Linked DNA regions of Sus scrofa: regions 1, 3, 4 and 5 are each linked to region 2. The links are chromatin contacts, called in public Hi-C, HiChIP or PLAC-seq and promoter capture Hi-C maps. All regions are on one chromosome and are shown on one strand. Each heading gives the region's core, a stretch centred on a gene start, on an enhancer-like site or on the middle of the called end of the contact. The rest is flanking DNA. Distances are from core to core; before and after follow the strand shown. Region 1 holds the start of RRN3 (RNA polymerase I-specific transcription initiation factor RRN3). Region 2 holds the start of MARF1 (meiosis arrest female protein 1). Region 3 holds the start of MPV17L (mpv17-like protein). Region 4 holds the start of PDXDC1 (pyridoxal-dependent decarboxylase domain-containing protein 1). Region 5 holds the start of NTAN1 (N-terminal asparagine amidase).

Region 1 (2,700 bases), core at 30-2,529, 390 kb before region 2:
AGCAAGGGCAGGGATTGAACTTGCAACCTCATGGTTTCTAGTCGGATTAACATACATTCTTTTGTACATCTAAGACTTTTTTAAAAATAAAAGATTAAAGTAATTGTCAAATTGCTGGAGAGTACAGTTAAACTACTGACTGAGAGTGCAAAGAACTGTGAGGTTTTTCGTTTGTTTGTTTTCCCCTCTGCTTTGGGGGCGGAGGAGAGCGAGTCCCACTTAAACAGCTCTCTTGAACATCTCTGTGAGCAGGGTGCAATTTCCTCTGCTCTTGGGACGTTGATGACTTCTGCCCAGTGTTTCGCAGGAATTCTATAAAGTAGTGAGGGAAGAAATGGTTGGGGACAGCCAAAAGACAGTTACTGATTTTAGTTTATTCAATAATGTTTATTTTTTTCCACCATAGATATTTAGTCACTGATTTTACACCTTTGCAAAAACAGAACAGCGCTTTACATTTAACAAATTGCTGTAGCTGGTTTAATGTCCTTTTGATATAATTCTATACAGTTTCCAAAGGTTGCAACATTTTTCCTTCTTAGAAACTGAGAGGGGAGGACTAAGGGGAGGGGCAGTCCATCTTTCCTTCTGCCTCCTTCTCACCCACCCTTCTTTGGCACCTGCTGTTCCCTATGCCTGTAAGACCCTTTCCTGCTTTTATGGTCTGGCCAACTCCGTGCCTCCTTTAAAAATTTAAGTTCAAGGGCTAATGTCTTTTGGAAACTGTCTCCTCTCACTCTTTGATTTCTCATCCCAGCATCACGATAAGCTCTGAGGTATAGGGGTAAGCCGCTTCGTCAAGCCTGTCTCCGCGAGGATAAGATTAGTTTGGGCGTCTGTGAGGGTAGCCAGCAGGTAACGGGAAGCAGCTTCCTGTGGATCGAGCCGACTCGTTCCAACCCTGGACGGCACCATCTCTTTGCGGGTTTGAGTTAATCACGGGTCCTTGGGTTCTTCAGTTTGACTGACGGATGTTTTGACTCCAAAAGCTTAATACCTAGCCACGGCTTAGCACTTGCCGGTGTCCCCGCCCCTTCTCTGGGACCCTGGAGGCTGGATTGTGCCGCCCTACGAATCCCTCCCCTACTTGTACAGGAGGCGCCCTCAGCGCAACACCTCGCTAGGCAGAGAAAGTCCTCCAGGCAGAAGGAGGGGCCCGATGCAGGGCTTGGAGGAGACCGCATTGGTGGCGCTCTAGCTCGCCGAGCTCACTCAGCGCTCCCCAGTTGCGGTTCCTGATTGGCTGACGGCCGCAGCTCTCACGCGAGTCTTCCTGGACGGAGGCGGTCTTAGAAGAAACAAGACTTCCGGCGCAGGTTGCAATCGTCGCGCTTGTCCGGCCCGATGGCGGCCCCGCTGCTTCACACGCGGTTTCCCGGAGATGCTGCCACCTCGGCCTCCGCAGTCAAGACCTTGGGCGCGTCTAGAACAGGGTGAGAATCCGGGGCGCTTGCTCTTACGCGTCTGGGACCAAAGCCTAGGACCGGGATTAGGGGAGCAATCCGAAGGGTCCGAAAAGGAGTGGGGGGTGGGAACAGAGGGAACAGGGTCAGTTCAGTTTCTCAATAGGGAGCCCATGTCCCTTAGGTGGGTAATAAAGGTGGGAGAGGGGCTGGAAATATGAACTTATTTTCTGTTCCAGAGTTCCTTTTGCTCCTCCCTGGACTCCCTCTTACTGGGCTCGCTCAATAGCGTCCCAGGCCTGGGTACGGCATTCTACCCTTTTACTCGTTCCACCTGCTTCTTGGACTAGATTTTTTTTTTTTTTTTTTTTTTTTTGGTCCGCACTTGCGACTTGTAGAAGTTCCCAGGCCAGGGATCGAACCCGTGCCATACTGTGACCTGAGCCACAGCAGTGACAGCGCCGGATCCTTAACCCGCTGAGCCAAGAGGGAACTTCCTTGGTTAGATTTAGATTTAGTCCCTGGGTTATATGGATTATCAGCTGAATGCCATCACTAATGGCATACTGCCTTTTATTTTTTTTTTAGTTTTTTTGAAATTTTTAATTTAATTTTATTTTTTGTCTTTTTTAGGGCCGCACCCACAGCATATGGAGGTTCCCAGTCTAGAGGTCGAATTAGAGCTGCAGCCTCTGGCCTATGCCACAGCCACAGCCATGTCAGATCTGAGCCGCATCTGCGGTCTAGAACTCTCTGCAATGCTGGATCCTTAACCCACTGAGTTAAGGAGGCCAGGGATCAGCCTGCGTCATCATGCATACTAGTCAGATTCGTTTTGGTTGAGCAGCAATGGGAACCCCTGAAATTTGTTTTGACACACTTTTGTTTAACAGTGTTTATCCTAGTCAACTTTTAAAGTCCCTGATCCTGGTGAAACACTGTGGGGTTTAACTTTGAGAGTCACTAGCAAGATACTATGTTTTTCACTAATCTACTGTGTTTAAAAGAAACAAACTTACATTCGGCATAGCATCATTCATGATATTTCTTAAGTGCCTGCTTTCTGTATTAGACATGGGGGATCGTAGTCAATCAAAAGAGACAGTGTCCCTGCTCTCAGCAGAGCTTACAGTGTGAGGAAGGGAAGACAAAAAATAAATGAACAGGATGATTTCAGATACTGGAAACTTCTGTGAAGAAATAAAACAGGATGATGGTAGGGGAGAAAGAAAGGATGAGTACTTTAGAATTCTGATGGGGAAGCCCTCTCTGACATTTGAGCTTCAACTTGAGTGAA
Region 2 (2,700 bases), core at 173-2,672:
TACTTTCACTGTCACTCACAAGCAACAGAAAGCACAAACATATTAGCTTGTTAGTAGCCTGCACTTGGAAATTTTCCCAAATATTCCTTCAAATGACATCAAGCCATTTAGATAGCCAAAGACAAGTTCTGTTCCATTTGAGTGGCAGTCTCACTTCTGCCATGATATCTCAGAGTCTTTGAGCAATTCAGAACGTGGATGAGCGCACAGACTGTGATGTCAGACTGTCTTCATCCTCCTAATAATCCCAATTCTGCTGCTTCCTCTCTGTACAGCTTTGGACAACACACAGCATGTCTGAACCGCAAATACCATCTGTAAAATGGGCCTGATAATAGTAGTAACAACTTCAGAGGTTTGTTGTTGGTATTAAATGAGACAGTCAAAGTAGCAGTGGCCTTCTCTCAACACCTGATCTAGTCCTCAACACCACACATGGCTCCATCCCATTCCTGGTTTCTTTTATTGTTCTCTTTCATAGCTCTTCTACCTAAAATTATCTTCCTTGCTTGCTTTTTTGTTATATAAAAATATAAAATATTTAAATATTTTAAATATAAACTCCAAGACAGCACTGACCATGTTTTCTTATTCATTACTGTATTCTCTGTGTCTGGCATATATCAATTATTGTTGAATGAAGAGTTAAATAAATGTCTACGAAGATCCTTTAGGTTTCAATTTACTTGCATGCAAAACATATTTCCGTTCAGAGATGTCGGAAATTCCAAAAGATGTAACCGGAAAGCTCTAGGTAATACCAGAAAAGTAACAGGAAAACTCTAAAAGGTCTATCACAGTGTCGCAATACAATTTGTGGGAGTGGCTCAGGCCAAAAGGCAACTCAATACTCTCGGTCTAGCCAGAGGCTACACCCTAGGCAGTGCTCACAGACCAAGGAGAATGCAAAACGCTAGAGCAGGTTACAAAAACCCCAGCCCTTTTCTTCCTCTCTTAAACTTGCACTGTACACACTCCTCTAGAAGGCTTGCTCTCCACACCTGGATGGCCCCGTAGGGAGCAGAGAAACAAGTGTGGGCAGGTAGCCAAACACCCTCAAAGGGCAGCAGCAGCGCTGCAATGACAGTCGTAAACTAACCTGAAAAGGAGACAACTGAACCTTTAGCGGGGGCCTGAACGGTGGGTACCAGTCCTTCCCCTCGGGACTAGCTAGCCTCCCCCACCCCCGCCCGCAAGAAGCAGGAGAAGGAGGGGACACTCTCCCCCTCTCCAGCCTGGTGGCCCCAGAGCAATGGGAGCGTCGGGAACTAGCTCCCAGAGCTGCCAGCAAACTCACCTCAGCCGCCGGCTCCACCTCCGCTCACATTCCGGCCCCGCCGCCTTCCCCCCCGCCCCCCCCAAGCCCTTTGTTTTGATTCCCGACTCCGCAGCTCCCGCCGCCGCCGCCAAGCGCACCCTCCACTTCCGCTTCCGCACCGCACCGCCCCTGTCGCAAAACCGACGCCCTTCTCACCCCTGGCTCCGCCCCTTCCTCCGCCCCTCCCCCGCCGCCGAGTCCTCCCCGCGCGGGGCGTGCTGGGAACCTCGGGGGGGGCGGGGCCTCGCGGCCCTGCAGCCTCGTCAGGCTCAGTCCCCTCCCGATAAACCCCTAAATAGGGACCTTCCCAGGGGGCGACCCAGGCTTTTTTGGCAAAAACCCTCAACTTAAGGAGGCCTTGCCCCTGGCTTATCGTAGTGGAGTGGAAAGGAACCTGAAAGCGGAGAATTGGGGAGCTTGTGAAGCGGTACGGGGGAAAAAACCTGCTAACCGGGATTTGATACCGTTCAGCTCCTTTGGCCTTTGACGGAAAGCGATTTAAAAGGGATTTCAATGAAAAACTCGATCGTTTTGGCTTTTGTTTTCTCTTACCCGCTCTTGTCACGTGATGATTCTACCTTTTTTTTTTTTTTAATGAAATGATGCATATTTGCCACAGTATCCTTGATCTAGTGCAGCCTAGTGGCGAGCGGAGAAAAAAATAACTTCCGACTGGGCTGCCAGCGAAGTCATTCGGGCCAGCAGGGCTCCTCGCGAAGCTGCGATCCATCTGGCGAAGATAATAAAGCGTGTGCCAAGACTAAGTTGGATTTTGTCACCAATTAAGAGGTCCTCGTGACTTCAGTAAGAAAATGTACTTTTTTAAAGCCCTGATCCAAAGCTCAGTACAAATAAGTACAAATTTTCCAGTGACCGATTGGGCGGGCAAAAAAAGGAGACTTTAGTTGCAAAAGCTTTGTGAAGGCAGTGACAGCTTGTGGTTTTGGTGGCTAACTATGCCAATTTTTTTTTGTTCGTTTTGGGTTTTTGTTTTGCTTTTTTTTGTTTGTGTGTGTGTGTGTGTGTATTTTGCTTCACAATCTTTTTACTTGAAATTAAAAAAAAATTAAGTAGGCACATCACAAACTGCCAGCTGCTCACTATTTCCTGTTGTAAAATAGGAGAAAAAGCACACATTTAATCTAGACATAGTTTAGGATGCGTTGGCTGGCTTAATTGATGAAGTTTGTTGAGAAACAGGTTAACTTCGCCAAAGGATCAGTAAGTAAAAATGGCCCAAAGAGAACTTTCTTCCCCCTGTAGTTCATAATGTGAGGCAATTTCATTAGGCAATCCACATTGAGTGGGGGAGGTTTCAGGGGAAGCTAATACACCTCTGTAGACATTGTTGAAGACAGGTACTGTGGAGGGCAAGGTCAAAC
Region 3 (2,700 bases), core at 75-2,574, 260 kb before region 2:
CTCGTGTCTCTTCCTGTGTCCTCTTCCTAGGACACCAGTCAGATTGGCTTAGGGCCCATCTAAGGGCCTCCTTTTTAGTTTCATCACCTCTTTAAAGGCTGTCTCTGAATACAGTCGCTTTCTGAGGTACTGGGGTTAGGGTTTCAGCATATTTTTGGGGAGACACAATGCAGCCCATGATAGTACAGTTGACAAATTGAGGAATAATTTACTAAATAACTGATTAGTGCTCCCAATTGGAGACTGTGGTGATGAATGCAATACAGAGTGCCACTGAATGCCAGACTGGAAAAAGGACTTGGGTGCGACAACTGGCAATCATTTGAATAGTCTGGAAATTGGGTAACAGGATTAAATGAGGGCTTATTTCCTTGTTTTGATAATTGTACGATGTCAATATTTGGGGAAGCTTGGGATCCTATATGAAAACTCTGTACTATATTTGCAGCTTTTTAAAAAGTATGAAATTATTTCAAAATGAAAAGTTAAAAATGAAAAAACAATAAACAAAAATAAGTCAACAAATAGGAGAGGGAACGAGAATAGAATTGGATGTGACAATGAAGGAAGGAAAAATAGAGGGAGAGAAGCAAAGAGAACCTGACTTCCAGGAAGTCAGAGGTTACATCTGCTGTCTGGGTTTCCAAGGACCTGCTCCTCTGATACAGGAGCTGGGAGCTCAGCGTATGTTTTGGGAGGTATATTCATTGAGGCACCAAAGAAGAAGGCAGTAGGCTCATTGAACCCCATCTCATATTTCTGAAGGGTCTCAAATTTCAACTTCTAACACTGTCTCCAAAGACGTTACACAATCAATCAATGTACAGTGTGCGTCGAAAGTGTTCTTTATATGTAAACGTTTCAAATACACCGCCACCTTGATAACTGTTATGGTATCCTTCTTTTTTTCTTTTTAAAAAATTTTCCCTTTTTAAACCTTCTTTCGTTTGTTTTGAGATATAATTCGCATACCATAAAATTTACCACTTTGTATTCAGTGGTTGTATGTGCAACCATTACCACTATTTAATTATGAAATATTTCATCACTCGCTAAAGGAACCCTACACCCAGCCACTTCGCATCCCCCCATCGCCCAGTACCTTACTAGCCTACTCTCTGTCTCTACGGATTTGACTGTTCTTCTGGACATTTCGTGTAATGGGACAAGCATTTTTGCCGACCAGCCTCATTTCAAAAGCTCAGCCCCCAAGATCGCCAGTGGCCACGGGATTGGTCGGCGCGGGTTGGGTGTGCTCGGGGCGCCCAATCGCTCTTGAGCATCGGGGAGGAGTCAGGTGCAGGTGGCTGGGCGCGGTGCGCGGGAGGCGGGGGCTGAGGGCGCCGGCCGCCGAGCAGGAGGCGGAGGCCGTGGCCCAGAAGCCTCCGGCGGCGGCTGGCAGGCGCTGGGGGCGCGGGCATGGCGGGCTGGTGGCGGGTACTCCCGCGCGCCGCCGGGCGCTACCCTTGGCCCACGAACGTGCTGCTCTATACCGCGCTCTTCTCGGCTGGCGACGCGCTGCAGCAGCGGCTGCGGGGCTGCCGGGCGGACTGGCGGCAGACGCGGCACGTGGCCACGGTGGCCGTGGTCTTCCACGGAAACTTCAACTACGTGTGGCTGCGCCTGCTGGAGCGCGCGCTGCCGGGCCGCGCGCCGCGCGTCATCCTGGCCAAGGTGCTGTGCGACCAGGCGCTTGGCGGGCCGGTGGCCGTCTCTGCCTTTTACCTGGGTGAGGAGTCTGCATGGGGGCCTGGGAGCCGGAGCTGGGGGACGGGTTCGGGATCTGGTGAGCGGGCCGGGATCGGGGTTGGGAAACCGAAGTCAGGGGCTGTGGGGGCCAGTGACTAGGGCTGGAAACCCTGTTGGGGGGGGAGGGGGCAAGGGTTCGGGGAACCGGGAGGATGGGGCTGGAGGCTGGAGGTAGAGGTGCGAGGGCTAAGTCCGGGGACCTTGGATTAAGGGGTTGAGGAAAAAGAAATTGAGGAATGGTTGCTGAAGAGGCCAGGGAAGAGTGTCTTAGGGTGGGACGCTGTGCTTGCACTACAGACTGGGGCTGGAGGTTTCAGGAGGCTTGGGACCTCGGCTAGAACTCCCGGAGGCAGGACTGGGGCCCCGTTTCCCCCTGAAAAAGATCCATGAGAATGTCATGATACCCCATAGCAGCTGTGACCTCTGTGACTGCAAGGTATGGGGTGGGGGCTCTCCTGCTCCTGGGAAAATCCACACCTGGGGCTGGGAGCCTCCTTTCCACGGGGTGGGGGTGGGGGTGACACTCCTTTCCAACACAAATACGACATGGGAGTGGGATTCAAGACCAACGGGGCAAAGCTGGTGGAATCTGAGGTTGAGACTGGTTCCCCCCCCATTTGCAGTAGTCCTACTTTGGTAACAAAATTTACTTGATATGGGGTGTCCCATCCCCATATCAAAACCCACAGGAGTTCCCTGTGGCTCAGCAGGTTAAGGATCCAGCCTTACCACTGCGGTGGCTAGGGTTTGAGCCCTGGCCTGGGAACTTTGGCATGCCACGGGCGCTGCCAAAAACCAAAAAAACCCCACAGAAAATGTGAGGAGACCTTGGACCCCTGCCATGAGAGACTCAACCTGTGAGAGTCCCAGGAGCTCCCTTCTCAGAAAGGAAGGAGGAGGGATTGGGAACCTTCCTTTGGGCCCTACATTCTAAAAAAACAATAGAAAGGG
Region 4 (2,700 bases), core at 123-2,622, 280 kb before region 2:
CACACTGTGTGCACAGGAAGACATCTGGCTCAGCTCGTACAATTACGCCCTTCAACTCTCCAGTGACAAGTGAACAAATCTACAGCAGCTGCTGCATGGGAAAAAAAATGACAAAATATGTTATTTCTGCCAGTTCAAACTTAAAGTACTCTTAAAACACTAGCGCTGCTTCTGAATTCTAACACATGAAAACCTGGGTCTGGACAAGCGGATTCCCAAGCTTAAACAGAAAAGGAGGAGTCTGAGGGAGGGCAGAAAGTCAGGCTCTGAAGGTAGGCTGTCTATGAAGAAATCCAAGCTTACTAGCCCTAAATCCAGGGCAGCTAGAATTTATTTCACATGCCAGAGAAGTCAGCCAGGTACATCACGCTGCTGTTCCCCCAAGGGGAAACCAGAGGGAAGAAACGCTGCCACCAGTGAGTTTCCGACCGACAAAAGGGTCTCCCCTCGCCAAGGAAAGGGGGAGCCAGAAAGTTGTGGAGCAGCAGCAGGCTCAAAACGAAATGCACAATTTACAGAAAGGAGCCCCGCCCCTTTCTGGACCTCAGGGGGTCTTAATCAGTCTTCGCAAACTACTGCATCAGAATCACGTGGGAAACTTGCAAAACCCAAAGATCCCGGTCCCGTCCCCTTGAGGTCTGGACCCCAGGGCTGAAAATCTGTTATTTTTTCCCAAGGGCCTCAGGTGATTCCTCGGCACGCTGAAGATGAAAAACCACTGCTTTTACATCTCCCTTCCTAACGTGGAGACCACAGACAACCTACAGGTTTGCGGCTGGCTCCCAAACAACTGGGGCTTCATTCTAAGCGCTTCTGGGGTCCCAAGCTGTTAGCTCCGTCATCCGAGAAGGCGAGTCGAGCTCAGGCAGGCCCGAAGGTCGGCCCCGCGGCCCCCGACTAGGCTCCGGGTCGCTCGCGGCCCCGCGCAGAACCAGGCCCAGCTTCGCCTGGTCCACAAGGACCCCAGAGACCCCTCGACCCCGTGACGTGACCAGGCCCCGGCCGCGAGCGCTGGGCCGGACGCCCTCGCGACCAGGCCTCCTCAGACGGGCCCGTTAGCTCCCGACCCCCTCCCCAGTCACAAAGGCAGCTCGCGACCGGGAAACAGTCGCCCCAGAGGCGGGGACCTCGGGACGCCTCGCCGCGTCCACCCCCGGTACGGACCTTCTCCAGGGGCGCGTCCATGGCTGAGGCGGCCGGCGGAGCCCGATGGAGGCCCGGCGGTCCCGGGCGCTACTTCCGCCTCCCGCGCCCCGCCGCTGTTTCCACGCTGGCAGCGCTGACGTCCCCCCGCGCCCGAAGCCGGCGGGGCGGAGATGAGGAGGAGCTGCTTTGCTGCGCGGCGGGGAGGGGAATGCGGGTCTTGGGGAGGCGGGGCGAGGCGGGGCGGGGTGGGCGGGGCCCTCCAGGCTTCCGTACCTGGCCGTCACACCGCCCAGCCCAAATCTTCCCAGGTGAGAGGGGGAGGGTAAACGGTGGAGCCGTTCCAAACGCTTTTGGGAAGCTTGTCGCGGGCGTCAGGGTGAAGTTAATATTTACAAGTAGTCACTCATGTACTAAAATGCTGGAGATACTGTAACGCACCTGTATTTCCAGGCCCAGACTTCCAAGTTCTCCCATGATAGCCACCCTTCAGGAATGGAACAGGCCATTACCACACGGGGCGGGGCGAGCGAGCGGCCCCACGCACGCGCAGCACCCATGATTTCGTAGGCGCTCGGGAGTTAGCGGGGTTTCAGGTGTTCGACTCCCTCTAGAGTGACCGCTGCACTAAAAAGGCGCTGATCAGCGCTAAGGTATTTGTCTCAGACCTTACCGCAGAATTTTAGACGGAAAAGACTTTGAGGGAACTGGCTCAGCCTCCTTCTTCATGTCAGGTCACAATTACGACTTGTTAGGTAATACTAATGATGATAATAGATCAGCTACTGCTCTTCCATTTTATGGTACAGCAGCCTTCTGATGTAGAGATGATTATTAGCTCCGTTTCGCAGTGCCAGTAGGATCCAGGCACCCTGACTGCAGCGCTGGTACACTGCACATGCTGCCTCTGTAACCGCTGCCACCCCTGCTGTCTAATCATAATGTGTTTCCAGGTAATGAGAGAGTACATAAAGTTGCTTATTAGTCCCTCTATTTGAGGGAAACTGAAATAAACTAGTCAATCAAGGCTGCAGTCCATAAAACACTTTACCGTAGAAAACCAATGATTGCAAACCCAAGACCATTCCTTTTTTCTCGTCTCGTGAGCATCTCTGGACCGAAATCTGTGTAAATCACTGGGTGGCATTTTCAGTGCAGTAGTTATATATTTGAGCTTTCTAACTTGTATTAGATAAATTGCCCAGTTATGTTAATGAGCATATTTTCTACTAAAAGAAGCCTTGTGTGCAGGTTTAGAATGTACAGTGGGAAATAATCAGATTCTCCAAAGAACTCTGCAAAAAGAAAGATGTTAGATTTATGTCTTCCAAGATCTAAAAATGGAATGTACCTCTGCTTCAGCTAAACACATCACGTTTATCAACGTGTTATCAAACATTTAGAAAAGTTGTTATACCATGAAAACCTATATGCGACTGCCTAGATTCTACAGCATTTACCTGAATTTGCTTTATTATGTAAATATGCATCTATTTATCCATAATACACCTTATATTTTGGTACATTCCAAAGTTCTAGACATCAGTACGTTTTACC
Region 5 (2,700 bases), core at 28-2,527, 350 kb before region 2:
AACATCTATACAAAAGTTGGGAATTACATGAAAACAAGGGATTTTTCTATCCCATTTACTCAGAAGCAGGCTTTCAAGTAGGGTAGGAGTTCCAGGGTCTGTCATCCTGTCTGCCTGCTATGGGTGGCTCTTTAGTGAGAACTGGCCAATTTATACAAATGTGAAATGACAGATTGGTGTCAGATCGGCTTACTCTTTCTAGCTAGCTGTGTGATCTTGAGCCAGTTACCTAGCCTCTCTCTGACCTCTTTTATTGAAAATAAAATTGCAAACAACTATTAGCTGTTTAGGGTAGTGAGGATTTGATGGAAATGCATATGAAGTGAGTTGTTGGGCTAACTTGTGAGAAAGTCTAATGAAGCAGGAAGCACTTTCATGGAAAGGTTTTTTGAAGGCAAACTTAACTTCCATTTCACCCATGTTACCTCCTTGGTGCCAGCTTAAGCAATCTCACCTGGAGGGGAAGGGCCGGCGTATTCCCCTTGCCAGGCCGTGCTTATTAAGGTGATTCTTAACTCTTGCTGTGCCCTGTAGATGTTCCAATAGTTTTTGCTCTGTGTGAAGTGGGCCATCTTTTTAATCTCACCACGTACGGCCTTTTGTAAAATTAATTTTGTTAATGTAGGTGGAGTTGGATCCATTTGAATACTATTTCCAAGTTTTAGAGTAGCTCCAAAGTGAGAAGCCAGGGTGTTTGTCGGTAGGGTTTGTGGGCATCTTGATGATCTTTACTCCCACCGTTCCTTGCCCATCTATGAGTGCCTACTGAATGTCAAGCACCAGGTGTCACTAATGGTTTCTAAATGTTGGGACCAGCAAAGTTGAGGCTCCATTTTCCGTTTAAGATGATTTATGTTTTATGTTAAATCCAATCCTATGGAGCAGGTAAAAACGTGGGAAAACTTGATCAAGGTCACTCTGAGAAGTGGTGGAGCCGTGATCTGAACCTAAATTGGAGCCCGCACTCAGCCCAGATAGGCTGAACGTGAACCTGGCACTGCCTTTACTGCACTTCCCACGCTTTCAAAACTACGTTTCCCAGCGCCCCTTGCGGAGGAGGGTCACGCCTTCGCTTTTGCACTACATTTCCCATGGGGCCTGGCGCCCTCCCGCCCCTGGTCGGTTTCCTCAGCCTCTTGGGGCTGCTCCGCCTCCGGACTCCACTTCCCGGTGGCACCCGCGGCGGGGCGGGGCGGACCGGCCCGAGGGCGGGGGCGGCGGGCGACTCCGGGCCGGGGAGGCCGCCGCCTCCCTGGGCCTGCGGGGCTGCCGCCTCCGCGATGCCGCTGCTCGTGGAGGGGCGGCGAGTGCGGCTGCCGCAGTCCGCCGGGGACCTCGTCCGAGCCCACCCGCCTCTGGAGGTGAGCAGGGCCTGGGCGGGGGGTTTCGAGGTGGGCCCCGAGCTCTTCACTCCGCCGCCACCACCCGCTCTCCCCGGAATCAGACTCCAAACTTGGCGCAGCCGAGGTGCTGTCGGCACATCCGGAGCCCGGGCCCCGGCAGCCGACTTTCTGCTGTCGCTTGAGGCATCTGGAGCTTATACCTTCTTTGGACCTTAGAGGGCATCTGCTGAGGCCCGCTTTTCTAGAGGGAACAAGGGGCCCAGAGAGGTTAGGTGACTCGCCCAAGGTCGCCCAGCACCGCGGCTTGAGGACACCCCAGGACTCCCTCGTCCCAGACGGGGCGGCCCCAACCCCCATTCCGGACTTGGCCCTTTTAGGCACATCTGGGCAGCGCCCTTGCTCACTTCCTCGCCGGGGATCCCCACCCTTGTTGAGCGCGGCATCGTCCTTGGGTTCTCAGGACGCAGGAAGTTGTTCCGGGCGGGAGCAGGGGCATCCTGGTGGGTCCCCTAGTCTTCTAGCTGCCGGGGGCCGGGGGCTCTTTATTTTTAGGCGAAAGGACTCTGTTTTTCCCCAGCCGGGCGGTGTTGAGAACCACGCCCTATGTAAGGGTTTTGTTTTGTTTCCTGCTTTTGTCCTTAGATAGACCTCTGAACCCTTAGTCTGTGCTTATGCAAAGACTGTTTGGAAAAGGGTTCTTACTGTGAAAAAAAAAAAAAAATCGGGACCCAGTCTCTCACTTGCCGCAAACCCAGTTAAGGATTGGGTACCGTGTTTGCCTCTAGCCCTACAGTTGGGACTTTCACAGGCTTGGGATGGTTTTTAATCACAGAGTGGCACAAACACCATAACTGATAATTAAGTGTCGTAAAGGGGAAAAAAAAGCCTCTTTTCACTCTGCAGAGTGAAGCAGGGGAACCCAATCAACTCTTAGGCTTAGAGAAGCTATTCTTGAGGTTTCTTCTGTAACAGTTGGCAGTGTGTAACGATTTTTTTCTGCATATTTGTTTTATTTTTCCTTGATCTCCCCCCCAGACTGTAAACTTCCTGAAGGCAGGCAGAGTTGTGTGCTTTCACTTTGTAACCTCAGCGCCTAGGGCTGGCCTTGGTAGTGAATCTGTGCTCTGTAAATATTTGTTAATGATTGAGCAGACTGGCCCCTGAAACTGACCCAAAAGAGGAGGAGGAGTTACTGCCAGGGAAAAGGGGACAATTGTGTGTGATTCTCAACTTGCATTTCAAGAAAACAATAGTAATATTGGCCAAGACATACTGGCTGCCTAGCAGACACTGGGCATTGTTAATTAGGCACTTCTTGAAGTGGTGACGTTGGGAGTAGGACTCACCAAGGGGAAGA

Evidence for each region. Promoter capture Hi-C pulls out the DNA fragments that hold promoters and counts their contacts. Hi-C and Micro-C count contacts between places; a contact is called where the count stands out from the background. HiChIP or PLAC-seq counts read pairs in DNA pulled down with a chosen protein or histone mark.
Region 1: a promoter capture Hi-C map of fetal liver shows a contact between it and region 2, with 4 times the contacts expected there. The contact joins the promoter of RRN3 here to the promoter of MARF1 in region 2. A contact is called at or near these places in 2 of 5 promoter capture datasets (fetal liver and fetal skeletal muscle), 4 of 47 Hi-C or Micro-C datasets (brain, mesenchymal stem cells, mesenteric adipose tissue and 1 more) and 2 of 2 datasets of contacts at active chromatin or transcription factors (alveolar macrophages and skeletal muscle).
Region 3: a contact with region 2 is called in a Hi-C map of liver, with 4 times the contacts expected there. The contact joins the promoter of MPV17L here to the promoter of MARF1 in region 2. A contact is called at or near these places in 4 of 5 promoter capture datasets (fetal liver, fetal skeletal muscle and liver), 14 of 47 Hi-C or Micro-C datasets (alveolar macrophages, embryonic fibroblasts, fetal liver and 7 more) and 1 of 2 datasets of contacts at active chromatin or transcription factors (skeletal muscle).
Region 4: a contact with region 2 is called in an H3K27ac HiChIP or PLAC-seq map of alveolar macrophages. The contact joins the promoter of PDXDC1 here to the promoter of MARF1 in region 2. A contact is called at or near these places in 2 of 5 promoter capture datasets (fetal liver and fetal skeletal muscle), 12 of 47 Hi-C or Micro-C datasets (alveolar macrophages, embryonic fibroblasts, fibroblasts and 6 more) and 2 of 2 datasets of contacts at active chromatin or transcription factors (alveolar macrophages and skeletal muscle).
Region 5: a promoter capture Hi-C map of fetal liver shows a contact between it and region 2, with 5 times the contacts expected there. The contact joins the promoter of NTAN1 here to the promoter of MARF1 in region 2. A contact is called at or near these places in 3 of 5 promoter capture datasets (fetal liver, fetal skeletal muscle and liver), 3 of 47 Hi-C or Micro-C datasets (embryonic fibroblasts, heart right ventricle and retroperitoneal adipose tissue) and 2 of 2 datasets of contacts at active chromatin or transcription factors (alveolar macrophages and skeletal muscle).

Annotation. Positions count from the first base shown.
Region 1 is chr3:7,570,569-7,573,268 of Sscrofa11.1, reverse strand. It overlaps RRN3 (RNA polymerase I-specific transcription initiation factor RRN3), which reads left to right and starts at 1,279. Exons shown (of 18, transcript XM_021086179.1): 1 at 1,279-1,433. The coding sequence starts at 1,345.
Region 2 is chr3:7,179,484-7,182,183 of Sscrofa11.1, reverse strand. It overlaps MARF1 (meiosis arrest female protein 1), which reads right to left and starts at 1,422. Exons shown (of 29, transcript XM_021086172.1): 1 at 1,298-1,422. LOC110259860 (a long non-coding RNA gene) reads left to right here and starts at 1,550. Exons shown (of 2, transcript XR_002342264.1): 1 at 1,550-2,122.
Region 3 is chr3:7,440,207-7,442,906 of Sscrofa11.1, reverse strand. MPV17L (mpv17-like protein) reads left to right here and starts at 1,324. Exons shown (of 4, transcript XM_021086176.1): 1 at 1,324-1,729. The coding sequence starts at 1,420.
Region 4 is chr3:7,463,946-7,466,645 of Sscrofa11.1, reverse strand. It overlaps PDXDC1 (pyridoxal-dependent decarboxylase domain-containing protein 1), which reads right to left and starts at 1,372. Exons shown (of 23, transcript XM_021086178.1): 1 at 1,165-1,372. The coding sequence starts at 1,185.
Region 5 is chr3:7,534,000-7,536,699 of Sscrofa11.1, reverse strand. It overlaps NTAN1 (N-terminal asparagine amidase), which reads left to right and starts at 1,277. Exons shown (of 10, transcript NM_214042.1): 1 at 1,277-1,361. The coding sequence starts at 1,281.